Linked DNA regions of Mus musculus: all the other regions are linked to region 3. Evidence: chromatin contacts called from public HiChIP or PLAC-seq data. All regions are on one chromosome and are shown on one strand. Each heading gives the region's core, a stretch centred on a gene start, on an enhancer-like site or on the middle of the called end of the contact. The rest is flanking DNA. Distances are from core to core; before and after follow the strand shown.

The links. HiChIP or PLAC-seq counts read pairs in DNA pulled down with a chosen protein or histone mark.
Region 1: an H3K27ac HiChIP or PLAC-seq map of microglia shows a contact between it and region 3, with 7 times the contacts expected there. The contact joins the enhancer-like site here to the promoter of Gab2 in region 3. A contact is called at or near these places in 5 of 39 promoter capture datasets (the C10 cell line, the HPC-7 cell line, embryonic stem cells and 2 more), 3 of 15 datasets of contacts at CTCF or cohesin (CD8 T cells, large pre-B cells and pro-B cells), 4 of 484 Hi-C or Micro-C datasets (bone marrow-derived macrophages, cerebral cortex and forebrain), 21 of 115 datasets of contacts at active chromatin or transcription factors (the 230-238 cell line, the HPC-7 cell line, acute myeloid leukemia and 15 more) and 3 of 9 other capture datasets (adipose tissue, liver and macrophages).
Region 2: an H3K4me3 HiChIP or PLAC-seq map of bone marrow-derived macrophages shows a contact between it and region 3, with 7 times the contacts expected there. The contact joins the enhancer-like site here to the promoter of Gab2 in region 3. A contact is called at or near these places in 8 of 39 promoter capture datasets (the C10 cell line, the HPC-7 cell line, embryonic stem cells and 3 more), 3 of 15 datasets of contacts at CTCF or cohesin (CD8 T cells, the G1E-ER4 cell line and pro-B cells), 20 of 484 Hi-C or Micro-C datasets (the BV-2 cell line, the C10 cell line, the G1E-ER4 cell line and 13 more), 13 of 115 datasets of contacts at active chromatin or transcription factors (the 230-238 cell line, CD8 T cells, the HPC-7 cell line and 8 more) and 3 of 9 other capture datasets (adipose tissue, liver and macrophages).

Annotation. Positions count from the first base shown.
Region 1 is chr7:97,268,008-97,272,114 of GRCm38.p6, reverse strand. Gab2 (growth factor receptor bound protein 2-associated protein 2) reads right to left here. Exons shown (of 10, transcript NM_010248.2): 3 at 73-313. Among named protein-coding and RNA genes, the nearest start is that of Usp35, 62 kb to the left of the region's middle. Within about 2 kb of position 1,919, at least 50 of the 459 cell types and tissues checked have an H3K27ac peak or open chromatin away from gene starts, as enhancers often do. A contact at or near this core is called in the HPC-7 cell line, acute myeloid leukemia, adipose tissue and 4 more, where this site is marked.
Region 2 is chr7:97,209,742-97,213,995 of GRCm38.p6, reverse strand. The region is part of intron 1 of Gab2 (growth factor receptor bound protein 2-associated protein 2); the gene reads right to left. Among named protein-coding and RNA genes, the nearest start is that of Usp35, 120 kb to the left of the region's middle. Within about 2 kb of position 2,690, at least 105 of the 459 cell types and tissues checked have an H3K27ac peak or open chromatin away from gene starts, as enhancers often do. A contact at or near this core is called in the 230-238 cell line, the BV-2 cell line, CD8 T cells and 14 more, where this site is marked.
Region 3 is chr7:97,080,079-97,084,331 of GRCm38.p6, reverse strand. It overlaps Gab2 (growth factor receptor bound protein 2-associated protein 2), which reads right to left and starts at 2,581. Exons shown (of 10, transcript NM_010248.2): 1 at 2,426-2,581. The coding sequence starts at 2,506.

The DNA of each region.
Region 1 (4,107 bases), core at 670-3,169, 190 kb before region 3:
AAATTCAGGGACTAGAGAGTCAAAGGCCCTGAGTAGTCACTTTCCCGCATGGTGGCCATGGCAGTCTCCTACCTTGCATTTTCTGTCCTTCTGCTTATGCACTGGTGCAAGTAGAGATACTCCTGAGGTGCACTGGTGGACAAGGTAGGCTGCATGTGGCTTGACACAGGGGGCTCAAACGTGAATAAAGTAGGCTGGCTAGAGTGTGAAGGGGCTGAGGACTTCCGTTCTCGGAGCAGGTGCTGACTGGAGCTGAACTCAGCTGGAGAAGAGCGGGGACCATGACTGGCTGAAGAAAGGTTCCTCAGGGAGTCTGTGAAAAGAAGAAAGGGCTTTGTGAGTGAAATAAAGTAGGGAAAGTGTCCTTGTCTTAAAGACAGTTGTCAGAGAGAGAAAAAAAGTATTTGGATAAGAGACAGTAATATGGCTGCCACATTCTTTCCCTCAGACACTCATTACCTCTGTCTTCCCAGGGAGGCAGGTTGGGCATTGTGGCCATCTTGGCTGAATGGGAGATGAGTTACACCTCTGAAAAGCTTAGGAGAAGTCTGAAGGCCAGGTTATCATAACCTAGACCTGATCTGCTCTACCCAGGGGGTTTGCCTATCCAATCCCAGAGTGACCCTTAGAGTGACAAGACTAGACTCTGGATGGGTGAGCACCATGCTTCCTTCCTGTAGGTGGCTCCTGTTGGGAGCAGATGAAGATTGGAGTGAATGTATACTGTTGACATGCCCATGGCCTTGTCAAGAACCTCAGTGACTCTGACTCATGAGCCTTCCTTGAGTGAGGCTCAGAGGCATGGCAAGACCTTCCTCTGGTCTAGGTAACAGTGTTTAAGAATACGTGAGCACTGTGTATATACAAAAACTAGAAACCTCAACTTCCCCTTCCTGAATGTCTGCAAACTAAGTCTTTTTCCCTACAGAGCCCTCCTACTCAGACTAGGTAAGGTCTTCTCCTGTGTTATACATAACAAACAGAGCTGGGTTTCTGGTTTGCAGGTGTTCAACAGAAAGCACAGTCCAAGATTCTAGCTTTTCTATATGTCTGTATGTTGTTTCTTGGTGGCCTGGAATTCATATGTAGACAAGTTAGTCTAACTCAGAGATCTGCCTGCCTCTGCCTCCTGAACTTTAATCCTGGGATTACAGTTGTACACCATCATGCTTGGCTGGCTGTCCTTTCTTTGTTCTCTTGTCACCACAGTCAAGGTTTCCAGGACTAAGAAGCCATTTAGGGTATGGCAGGTTCCTGCAGTTATTACCTCCCTCAAAGCTTCTGGCTCCACTAAATGAGACACTGCTTACTAAAGACTCACTGATTAAGGTCCAAAACTATGCCTTTGTGCAATAATGATAAAAACACAAACAAAAGCAGAGCTGTCCCTTCAGACTAGACCCTTGGTCATCCTGGTACTCTTCCATATCTTCTAGGGCAGCTTTGTTCTCTTTCCACTGGCCTTTCTTTTTTTCTTCTTATCTCAAACTCTCCTCTGTTGTATTAGAAAGGAAGTGAGGTATTTAAGGACAGATAAAGGTTTAGAGTACTACACCCCAGCCCAAAGCATTATTCATTTGGCTGGCTCTCTAAGCTTAGTCCACATTTCCTTAGTCTGACCTACTTCCTGCTTTCTCTCCACACATAAGCAAAGCAGATGGAAGCATCATCAGCCCCTGAGCATAGCTGCCTATTTGGGGGTTGGGAGTAATTCTTTGATTCTTTCTCCTTATGCTGTTCCTACAAACTGGATTCCTTCTCTACTTCTAGCAAGCTCATATGAAGATTTCAAGATCCTATGCAGATATTACATTCCCACAAATACCTTTCTGAATGCTTTTTTTTCTTTCTTGGAGCTGACAGGTTTCAGCTTATGCTTTGTTTATACCTATGGTCATTCTGCTTCCTTGCACTTGGTTTCTGAGAACCGTGTCAGTGAGATTATTACTACACAGTCCTAGCATGTACCTAATATAGTCCCACATAGGGGGTTCTTAGTCCATGATTACATAAATAAAACATTTGACATTTTAAAATTCCAACCATGAAACTTATATTCTCAAGAAATAAAGGTATAAAGATATAAGTTCAGATAATATGCTAGGTAGGGAGGAATATTTTGGGAGATGATGGCTTTCTAGAGTCATTCAAATCCTATCAGAAGAGATAAGGTTCTTTAGCTACTGTTTTCTGACCTATTTCAGGCTGTACTATCCACATGGCCCGAGGCAGGATTACCAGCTTATTCATGATGTACAGTACTAATTACACTCTAGTCACTCCTAGCACTGGAAAGGACAGAAGAGAGAAAGTCAATGAGTCTCTAGGGAGAAACTGTTCCATGATAGCTGTATTGATCTTCAAAATGAATTCCTATAACAGGTCTCATAGTGACCTGGATGTTTGTTAACAGAATCAATGCACTTATTATTCCATTAGATTTGCAAAATGAACTCTCCAGTGGTGGATGAAAGAGGGTTTATACTAAGGACGGAGTAGTCATGGCACCAGGGGAGGAACATAAGCTCTGTCTGAGAAGACACAGGGGAGGTGTAAAAAGAAACCCTTTGATGAGGTTCTATACTCTCAGTTGACTTTCTGGCTCCTTCTTGCTTTGCCTATCTCTTAATTCCTCAGACTCTAGTTTTAGACTTTCCTATAACTTCCCTCTGGCCATAAAGCCTTTCTCTGGAGGCATATTGCCTATTATTAAGCTTAAGCTTTAAATGCCACTCAAATGATGATAACTCTAAAACTTCAATCTCTAGCTCAGTCCTTCCAGAGCTTTCTACTGTACATCACCCCTTACCTGCTGGCCTCTTCCTTTATATCCCATCAGCTAGTTAAGCTCAGAATCTAAGCCAGCTCCTTTGTCCAACACTTTCTGTCTCAGGGAAGCGCATCAATACCTTTCCCATCAGTTGTCAAAGGCAGAAACCTAGTCACTCTCTGATTTCCCTGGCTTCTCAACATTCATGCCAGTCTGCCATTGTACACTTAACAATGGCTTCCTGTTCTCCTTCAGATGTCTTACAGAGCTCTGTCTCTTTTGAAAACTATCTTCTTGTTCACTTTTTCCACAGTATTTCTTACCAATTCTCTTTGCACTTCAGAGGGTTTTCAGAATTATACCAGTCTCTTGTATTATTATTATAAGATAATAAAGCACTATTTCTTCAGTTACAGTTACTGATTTCTTATTGCCTTCAAAATAAAGGTTCCTGGTTTGACAATGAGCCTTTTCTTTTTTTTTTCTTTTTCTTTTTTTGGTTTGGTTTTTCGAGACAGGGTTTCTCTGTATAGCCTTGACTGTCCTGGAACTCACTTTGTAGACCAGGCTGGCCTTGAACTCAGAAATCCGCCTGCCTCTGCCTCCCGAGTGCTGGGATTAAAGGTGTGCGACACCACCCGCCCGGCTTGAGCCTTTTCTTTTTAATCTTAACCTTTTATCATAACCTTTGTCTTATCATTCAGTGCTCCCCTCACACCTGCAATAAATTATCAGTCTGGTGTACAGATAAAAGGTATGATTATCTTTATTTCTGCAGCCCACCCTTGCCTTAAGCACAGACCCAAAGTCAGTTGAGTGACCCAGTGTATTTACTTTTAAAGTGATTTTGCCTCTCAGAATCTCAGTGTCCTTGTTCATAACTCAACACAGGGAATTGGAAGAGACATATAATCTTTATTGCTTTTATTTGCTATTTATTTAACTATGTTTGTATTGGTGACTAGATATGTATACCACAGTGTACATAAGGAGAGTAGAGGTGCCTACATATAGTGGATCTCTACATAGTGAGATTTTAAAAAAAAACCATCAACAAAATATCTCTTGTCTGAATTTATGTAACTACTTCCTGGTGCTTGGCTTCTGGGAGTTGTTTCTCTTTCTACCACATGGATCTGGGGTATGTGTGAAATATGGCTGTTAAACCTAGCATCAAGTGATTTTTACCTGCTGAATCTTCTCACAAGCCTGAGAGAGACAATCTTGACAAGCAATCTTACATGTTGCTAGTAAATGACATATGATCCAATTGTCTCTGTATCTCCAATACACATACCTATCGCAGCATACTCAATACACATTTGTTTAATGAGCAT
Region 2 (4,254 bases), core at 1,441-3,940, 130 kb before region 3:
TTACTTCTATATTCTAGCAATGATTTGTTTGCATAGGCAGTAAAAAATACACATTGTATCTGGGTGGGTAGCTCAGTGGTAGAGTGCCTGCCTATAATGAATAAGGCCTGGTTCTACCCTCAGACCCCAAACAAAGAAAAAACTCACACAGCATCATTAATAATCATTTTTTTAAATGAAAAAAGTATAAATCTAACAAAACTTTGTACATGCAGGACATGCAATTTATAAATCACACAGTGCTGATAACTTGTTAAGGTACTCCTAAATGTTTAAATAGATATACAATGCCTAAGAATCAACCCAGTACATTTTCCAAAATTTATGTATAGGTTTACCACAATACTTATAAAAATTCATGCAAAAAGTTTCGTTGGTGTACATAAGCTTATTCTACAATGCATATGGAAAGAAAAAAGGATGAAAATAGATACAACAATTTTGGAAAAGGTTAAAATAAAATATATGAAATCAGGGTATATATATATATTTTTTTTTAAAATTTTATTTATGTGTTTAAGTGTAGGAGTGTGTGTGTGTGTGTGTGTGTGTTGTGTATGTGGTGCCTTTAGAGGCCAGAAAAGGGCAATGGGCATTGGAGGCCATAGGTCTGGAGTTATGGATGGTTGGCAACTACCATGTGGATGCTTAGAATTGAACCTAGGTCCTCTAGAAGAGCAGCCAGTGTTGTGAACCAGTGAGTCATCTGTCGAGCCGCAGTGTATGTATTTTAAATGTTCTGTAGCTATGGCAATCAAGATGATGTATACTGGATGAGAACTACAAACAGAGAACAATGTAACAAAACAGAAAACTCGAACTATATTCACATGATATATCCACTGATTTTTCTTTCTTTATTTTTATTATTACATTTATTTATTTGGGGGAGGTGGGCATGTGTGCCGCAGTGCAAGTGTAGAGGTCAGAGGACAATTTGCAAGAGTTCTTTCCTTTCACCATGTAGGTCCTGGAGATGAAATTTGGGTTGTCAGGTTTGTCAACAAACATCTTTACCCACTGAAATATCTTGCTGGTCCCCACTAATTTTTGATAAAGGTACAAAAGAAATTAAATGGAAGACAGACAGACTTTTCAACAAATGATACTAGGGAAAAAAGGCTCAGGAAAGGAGTAGTGGCACGTGCCTATAATACCAACTACTCAGGCCCATACAGAGACTCCCTCTGAAAATCAAATAGGCTAACAAGACAGTGACAAAAGATGAACAATAGATTTGAAGGTAAAATGTCCAAGCTATAAAATAGTTAAAAGATAAATAAAGAACTAGATGGCTCAGCAGTTAAGAGTGCTGGCTGCTGCTCCAGTGTGTACATCAAGAGGCTCATCAGCTCCAGGGATGGACTTGACACTTTCTCCTGGCCCATTTGGGTACTTTTGTGCACATGTGCATTCACACATACATAGATTTACCCTTACAAATAAAAAAGGGTAAATAGGTGGAAATTTTTGTCTTATGAAAAATTAAGTTTTGGGGGTTGGGGATTTAGCTTAATGTAGAACGCTTGCCTAGCAGGTACAAGGCCCTGGGTTCAGTCCTCAGCTCTGAAAAAGAAATCAAGTTTTTAAAAAAGTATTCAGTGGAAACAACGATGAACCATGCTCTATGCTATGTGGTTTAAAGAAGAGAGGCATGATGGAAACATTCCTTTTAAACAACTTAAAATATTTATAAAGTTGCAGGAAGATAAGACATTAATATATAGCCCTAAACGATGAAGCAGAGCTTTAGATGTATCATAAAAAGAGCCACAGTTTCTTAGCATATCACTGAAACAGGAACAGAGAGGGAGAAACAAAGAGGAGAGAGGGAGAGAAAGGAGGAAAATGGGGAGAGAAAAAGGAGAGAGAAATGAGTAAAATGACTATTACAAGGAAAGCTATAAAGAAAGGAAAAAGGCTTTGCTTTAAAAAGGTCACATGGTATGAACCAGGCCTGGGCATTGGAAAAAAGACAAGAGAGGTTTGGAAATTTGGTAAGTTGGATGTGGAAAGGAGGAAAGGAAGAACTTAGGGGTCCTGTGAGGCCTTCAGAACCACCCTTAGAAGCTGTATCTTTATTGGTAATGGGAGTTGCTGCAAAGTGCATAGCAGTAGAGAAATGTTAACTAGTGCTCTGTGGCTATTTGTTAAAATGTTAACTAGTGCTCATCTAGCAATGAGGAAGGTGAACTAGCGAATAACAACAACAACAACAACAACAACAAAAACTATTTAGGAAGCTGTTGCTATAGCTTTCTATGGTCAGAGAAAATGGCAATCTAAAGGAGAATAATGTGGCAGCAGAATCATTAGTTTGTGTACCAGAGTGAGATCTTGCCTCAAAAACAAAACATCAAAGTCAAAACTCATCAAAATACATAAAATAAATAAATAGAATAGTAATAATCAAGTCAGAGAGGAAGAGACAGTACATCTTACTTACTTATAATGGGACATAAAGAAGTTCCTAACGTAAGAGTATACTGTCTAAAAAGTCAAAACAAAGTCAAATTTATGTCTAGAATCAAGTAGAGATTACCATTTGCTCTGATGAAACAGAAGTGACTGTTTTCCTTTTGTACCCAAATCTAGTTAGAAAACAAACCATTTCACAATTACCCAGACCACAGAGACACGAATGTGGGAACATATGACCTGGAAGTTGCATCACTCCTGCCGTTGAGCAGAGTACATCTCATGTGATCCTGTCTGTCCTTTAGGTTAGGTCTGTAAGTGCGCACAGAACAAGGTCATGACTTCCTTCTATTGCTCTTTGGCAACCAGAAAAATAAAATAAGCCTCCACTGAGACTTACGATGACTAAATCACATTATAAGTATTTTGTTGGTGGTGAAGAGCTTATAAAATTCTACCATATCAGTCTCCAGGGAGATTCCCTGGGGTCATGAATATGGGTTCTAAACATAAAGGCTGCTTTACATATGGGACAAGAACCTGGTTTGTTTTAGGTTAGTCTACATAATCAAGTTGAACTAGGCTAGTTCTTATAGGTAAATTGTCTTTTAAGGAAAAAGGAACTTTCTGAAGATCCTTTTAGCTTCAGCCCTGAAAACTGAAAGTACTTCTAAAATTCTAGACTCTTTTGTTCTGCCTTAAGTATTATACTAAATAAAACGATTCTTCTTGAATTACTAAGGATTTTCTTAGATGCTCTATGAAAATTAGAGAATCTTTAATACTAAAAATTCTGAAAAAGAGACAGCCTAGGGTACAATACTTATCATTAAAGTTTCCTGTAAAGGGCTGACAGTAAACATTTTAGGGCATATAGTCTTTCTTACAACTATCAAATCTATAGTAGCATGAACATTACAATTTATAAGCAAACATCTAGCTTGAATTCACCAAACTGTTCCCAAAGTGTGTGGTTCAGCTGTTTGCTAAATCAGGGATTAGGATAAGGTAGAAAGGCTATGAAGAAAAGGTAGAGGGTGCTGTAGGAGGATGAGTGTAACAAATGGGTGAGAGACCAAAGTCTCTTCCAACCTAGGGAGCCTCACATGGTGTTCACTAAGGCAACCTGATATCATGATATCTTATTTAACTAGATTACTTAGATTCTTAGAAGTGAGAGATGTGTTCTTCTAAATAGCCAAGCTAGGCAGTACCTTCTATTACTTTCTTCTTTGGCAGTTGAAAGTATTTCTAAAACTCCACAATCTTCTGTCATGGCTTAGGTACAACAGATAACAGAATTCTTCTCTGATGACTAAAATTTTCTCAGTGCCTCCAATCATCTTTCTCCAGATTCTGTGGCTAAAGCTGTAGAAGGGGCAAGGCATTTCTTGGAAAAGAGTTTTGCATAACTTCTAGAAATGGGTGTGTCCTTTTAACTTCCCTCTTTCTGATGAAGGTAAAACCAAAAACTGCCAATAAGCCAGGAGATTCCTGTCAAGGGAGGGTTATTAAAACCTGAGTCTACTACATTATCAATACTCCAACTCTATTAGGTAGAACACAAACAAGTACTTTATTTTTAAAACTCCCCTTGCTTTCTTTAAAAAAAAAAATCACCATTACCAACTCTAAATCTACTCTCATCCCCCAGACTCCCAAGTAACTACAGGTAGAAGATTTAATCTGACTTCTTAATACAATTATATCCTAATTTATTTCAGTGTGAAGTACATTAGGCCAGACTTCTGTCCCATTATACCCAGTAGAAGCATGGAGAGAGCACATTCCTGGAGGAGGAAGAGCTCTGTAGCTATGTTTCTTCTAGGAATATTT
Region 3 (4,253 bases), core at 1,332-3,831:
GGCTGAGGTCACCAGAGGACCCAAGACTGCTAAGGAGTTTAAAAGGGTAAAATCTGTGTTTAACACAAGCCTCCAAACTTGGCTTATTCTGAGCTAACTCTGTTCTAAAAAATACTCAAGAGCTAGGTCATAAAGAGAATCTTCGTAAGTCTGTATCTTCATCCAGTCCTGAGTCAAAGTAGCAACGAGTATCGACTTTTTTTTTACAAGCTATTTCAAAAAACAAAGTTCCAAAGATCTCTAAAGTAGTATTTCTGTTTGTTTTCTCAAATTCAAGGATGACCTGAACTTCTAATCCTCCTTCCCCCTCCCCCTTGGAATGCTGGGATTACAGCCTTGTGCCACCCAGCACTTGTTTATGATGTACTCGGATAAAACCCAGGACATCTTGTATGCTAAGCAAACGTTCTATCAACTATGCTACATTCCTTTCTAATCTGAAATCTTTATTTTATTTTTTTAAACTGGACACTATTTCAGCGGCAGGTCATGTAGTCTGGATTGGCCTTGAGCTCACTAAGCAGTCCAGGATGATCTTGAACGCCTGCCACTCCAGCCTCCATCTTCCAGATACTGGATGCATGCTCATGCCTGTAGGCGTGAACAACCACCCCACCCAATCCCGACAAAGTCACCCCACACAATTTTCTTAACTATTATTGTGTATATGAGAGACTGTGTGAGTGTACGCGACACCACAGCGTGAGTGTGTAGGTCAGAACTCTTCTTCCATCTTTATATGGGTTCCAGAGGATCAAACATAAGTCAACAGGCTTAAGGGACACTGCTTTTACCCATTAAGCCATCTTGAAGTTGTGTGCATCCATGATGGGCACGCGCGTGCGTGCGTGCGTGTGTGTGTGTGTGTGTGTGTGTGTGTGTGTTGTTTGGTATGCAAATGAGAGACAGGGTCTCAAGTAGCAAGCTAGGCTGGTTTTGAACCTCTGATCCTCCTGTCTCTTGTTTCCCAAGTGTAAGTGCTGGCAGTTCAAGCCTAGGCTACAGCAACAGGCAACAGAACAAAACAAAAGAAAAAGCTCCTAGTAATTAAAATATTTTACTCATATCAACTCCCCCCCCCAAATGAGCTTTCAAGCTTAAACACCCCTACTATATTACTGTATGCCAAATCTCTGTCCATTTTCAAAAGGCATGCACTAAATCCTTAGATTCCCTGCCCTTCCCCCTGCCCCCTCTTCCCAGCAAGCAAGTGACCTAAGTCAGAGCCTGGTTTCATTGACACACTTGCACTCCCCAACAACACTTCCTTTGAAAAACAGAATGTCACTTCCTCAGTCCAGAGGCCAGAAGTCCCTTGATTCTGATCTGGGGAGTAGAGACAGGAAACTCTGGTAAGCTTCTGTCCCCCATGGCCAGCCACTAGTGCAGCTGACAGAGGGCAGGGTCTGTTGGGAGCTCCCTTGATGCACTGCAGCTGGAAGCGACCGCTCACTTCCAGGCTGTGGGAGTGATTTCTCAGAGTCCAGCACTCCCAGGCAGCAGAACAAGGACGATTCTTGGCAAGTGGAGAGCGAGAAGATGGGAGGACCTGCACTCCTTTAACGGACTTTCCGTTTCTAAACTCCTCAGACTACCCCAATCTCGGATCCTGGCACCATTTTGTTCTCTGAGCTCGGTAGACAAGAAGTGGGTGCCCCGACCCCAACTGCCAGTTTCTCACGTAGAGGGGACGGCCCGTCCCACCAATTTCACTACACACAGCCAGCTCGCACCACCTAGCAATTCAGAGCCACATCTTCAGACCCCAGACACCAGACGACACAAAACTCTGGCCAGTTATTGAGGACCAAACTGCAGTGTCACCCCGTGGGGCGGAGGACCGCGGTGTGTGTGTGTGGGGGGGGGGGGTATGTGAGAAACATTCGGAATAATGGGAAAGAAGGGGGACAAACAAATGAGTCACTTAATACAAGCGCTGCACATGCCGCTGACGCTGCCCGTGATGTAGTGGCCGCAGACTGGAAGGAAGCAAGGCGGCCACCGGGGAGGGGCGGACAGAGAAAGGGACCGGGAGAGGGGCGCCGGCGCCTCGCCCTTTGTGGGCCCGGGGCCGCGCGGCCCCTCAGCCTACCCTCCCGATCGGGGCGACTCGGCTCCTTCGGCCCCGGGCGTTTTACTCTCCCGGTCGCCCGGAACAATCGCTCCAAACTTCGGCTCGGCGAGCGAGGAGTTCTCGGGGAGGCAGGCGGCAGCCGCAGCCCCGACCTGCGCCCCGCCCCTCGGCGGCGCACCTGTGACAGGTGTGAGGCGCCCCACTCGCGCCCGCCGCTCTCGCCCTCGGAGGCCGCGGGGCCCCGGCTCGCCGCGCCCGGCCTCTCTCAGCGCCCCCATCTCCGAGGCCGCGGGACAGCCCCCGGCCGCCCTCCCGCCGGGCCGCGCCCGCTCGCCCGCTCGCCTCACTCACATAGCGCCTCAACTTCTTCTCGGGAGGCGATTTCCTCAGCCAGCCGGTACACACCACGTCGTCGCCGCCGCCGCCGCTCATGTCGCCGGCTAAACTGGAGCCCGCCGCCGGCTCGCGCGGACAAGGGCGCGGGCGCGGGCTGCTGGGTCAGCCGGCTGCCGGTGCGCGGCTCGCGGGGGAGGGGAGGGGCCCGGCAGCCCCGGGGCGAGGACGAGGCAGTGAGGCGCGCGGGCCCGGCTGCCTGCGCGCGCTCGAGTTCCACCCCCCCCCCCCGCCCTCCGGCCGCGCGCGCGCGCGCGCACACACACACACACACAGCCCCACCAGGGCGCCTCAGCAGGCGGGCGCTCGCCACGCCCACAGCCCCGCGAGGTCCCCGAGGGCAGCCGGCGCAGAGGCCAGTTAGCCTGGACCCCACAGGCCCGGAGGCCGTGAGACGAGCTGTCGCCAGCAGCTGCGTCCTCAGGGTCTTGGTGGCTGTTGTTGGTTTTTTCCCCCCTCTAAGCCTGGAGCTGCAGGCGGGGTCGTGAAGACCTCTGGGTGGTGCCGGTGCTAGGGTGAGGGAAGGCCAGAGGCTATCCACCCTAGGTCGAACGTTGAGCCTATGCTCAACCCCTCTTCCCCAGCGTCGTGGAAGAGTAGGACAGAGATCCAAGGACTGCTCCGGTTTCCTGTCCATTCCCACAGTTTCAGGTTTCAGTAAGTCCGATTCTGGCTGAAATGAGTCCTGCTTCACTGTAAGTTAACTCTCACATCTCTAGGCCAGAGAAGCAGCAAACAGACATACTGTGTGCTGGGAGCTTACTGCATTCACCTTCCACAGCGATTATCTTCACTGCCTTACAAATTGGATAGGTCATAATTATACCCATTTTACAGATAGCCTGAAGCCACACAGCTGACACAATGCAGGCCTTTCTAATCCAGGTGTTTTGGGAGGAGGGGAGGGGAATCTTCTCTCCTGTTTTTTTTTTTTTTTCCCAGAGTGACATTACTGCAGTAATGTCTGTAGATCAAAGGGTGCTTGGGGGGGGGGTGTGGGGGGACTGGACGGGACTAGATCTTATTGCTGAGAAACAAAGTCCAGCTGGCGCTCTCCCATAGTGCCTCTGGGAAAACTGAATCCAGTAAAAGGAAACTGTAAGTTTTGCAGAACACAATGAATTGGAAAACAAGGAGGTATAAAAGAACAAGAAATTGTGATAAAAATGTCCAGAGTTTCCACTCATTGACTTTATAAGAGATCTCTCCTATATAAATGTGAATATAGAGATCTTTTTCTCACTGGCTTGTGCTGAGAGGGTTGAGATAAAGGACCAGGAAGCAAACACCCAACACCAGTGCTCCAGGGGGAAAGTGGAGGAAAAAGAAAAGCAAAACCAAAACCTTTGGTAAGAGTTCTTTTTTTAACTCACAAAGTACCTTTCCAAACAGCATTTAAAAGGTAGGTTCCCTTCTAGTTTCTCATGAAGTTGCTTAGTAACCCACTTTATCAACAGGGAGTTGTGTGGTTGATGCATGAACCGGAGAGGCAGCATCTTGCAATGCCTCAGCATAACCTTTGTTTTCTGGATTATTTTAGTCTTCTCTCTGGGTGCACCAAAGCTAGTTATTTTAGATAGTTGGACATCTTTTAGTCTAACAGATTTTGTTTGGATTGGGGAATCTTTAACCATTTCAATTATAAAAGCTGATTCCTACCTGTGCTTAGCAATTCTAGTCACTCTGAGAGATGAAGGGACCTTTGACCCATTCCACTGACCTTCAAGTATCCAGAGTAGCTCCACAGAACATGAAGCTAGAATGCTTAGGCTGTATCTGGGACCAT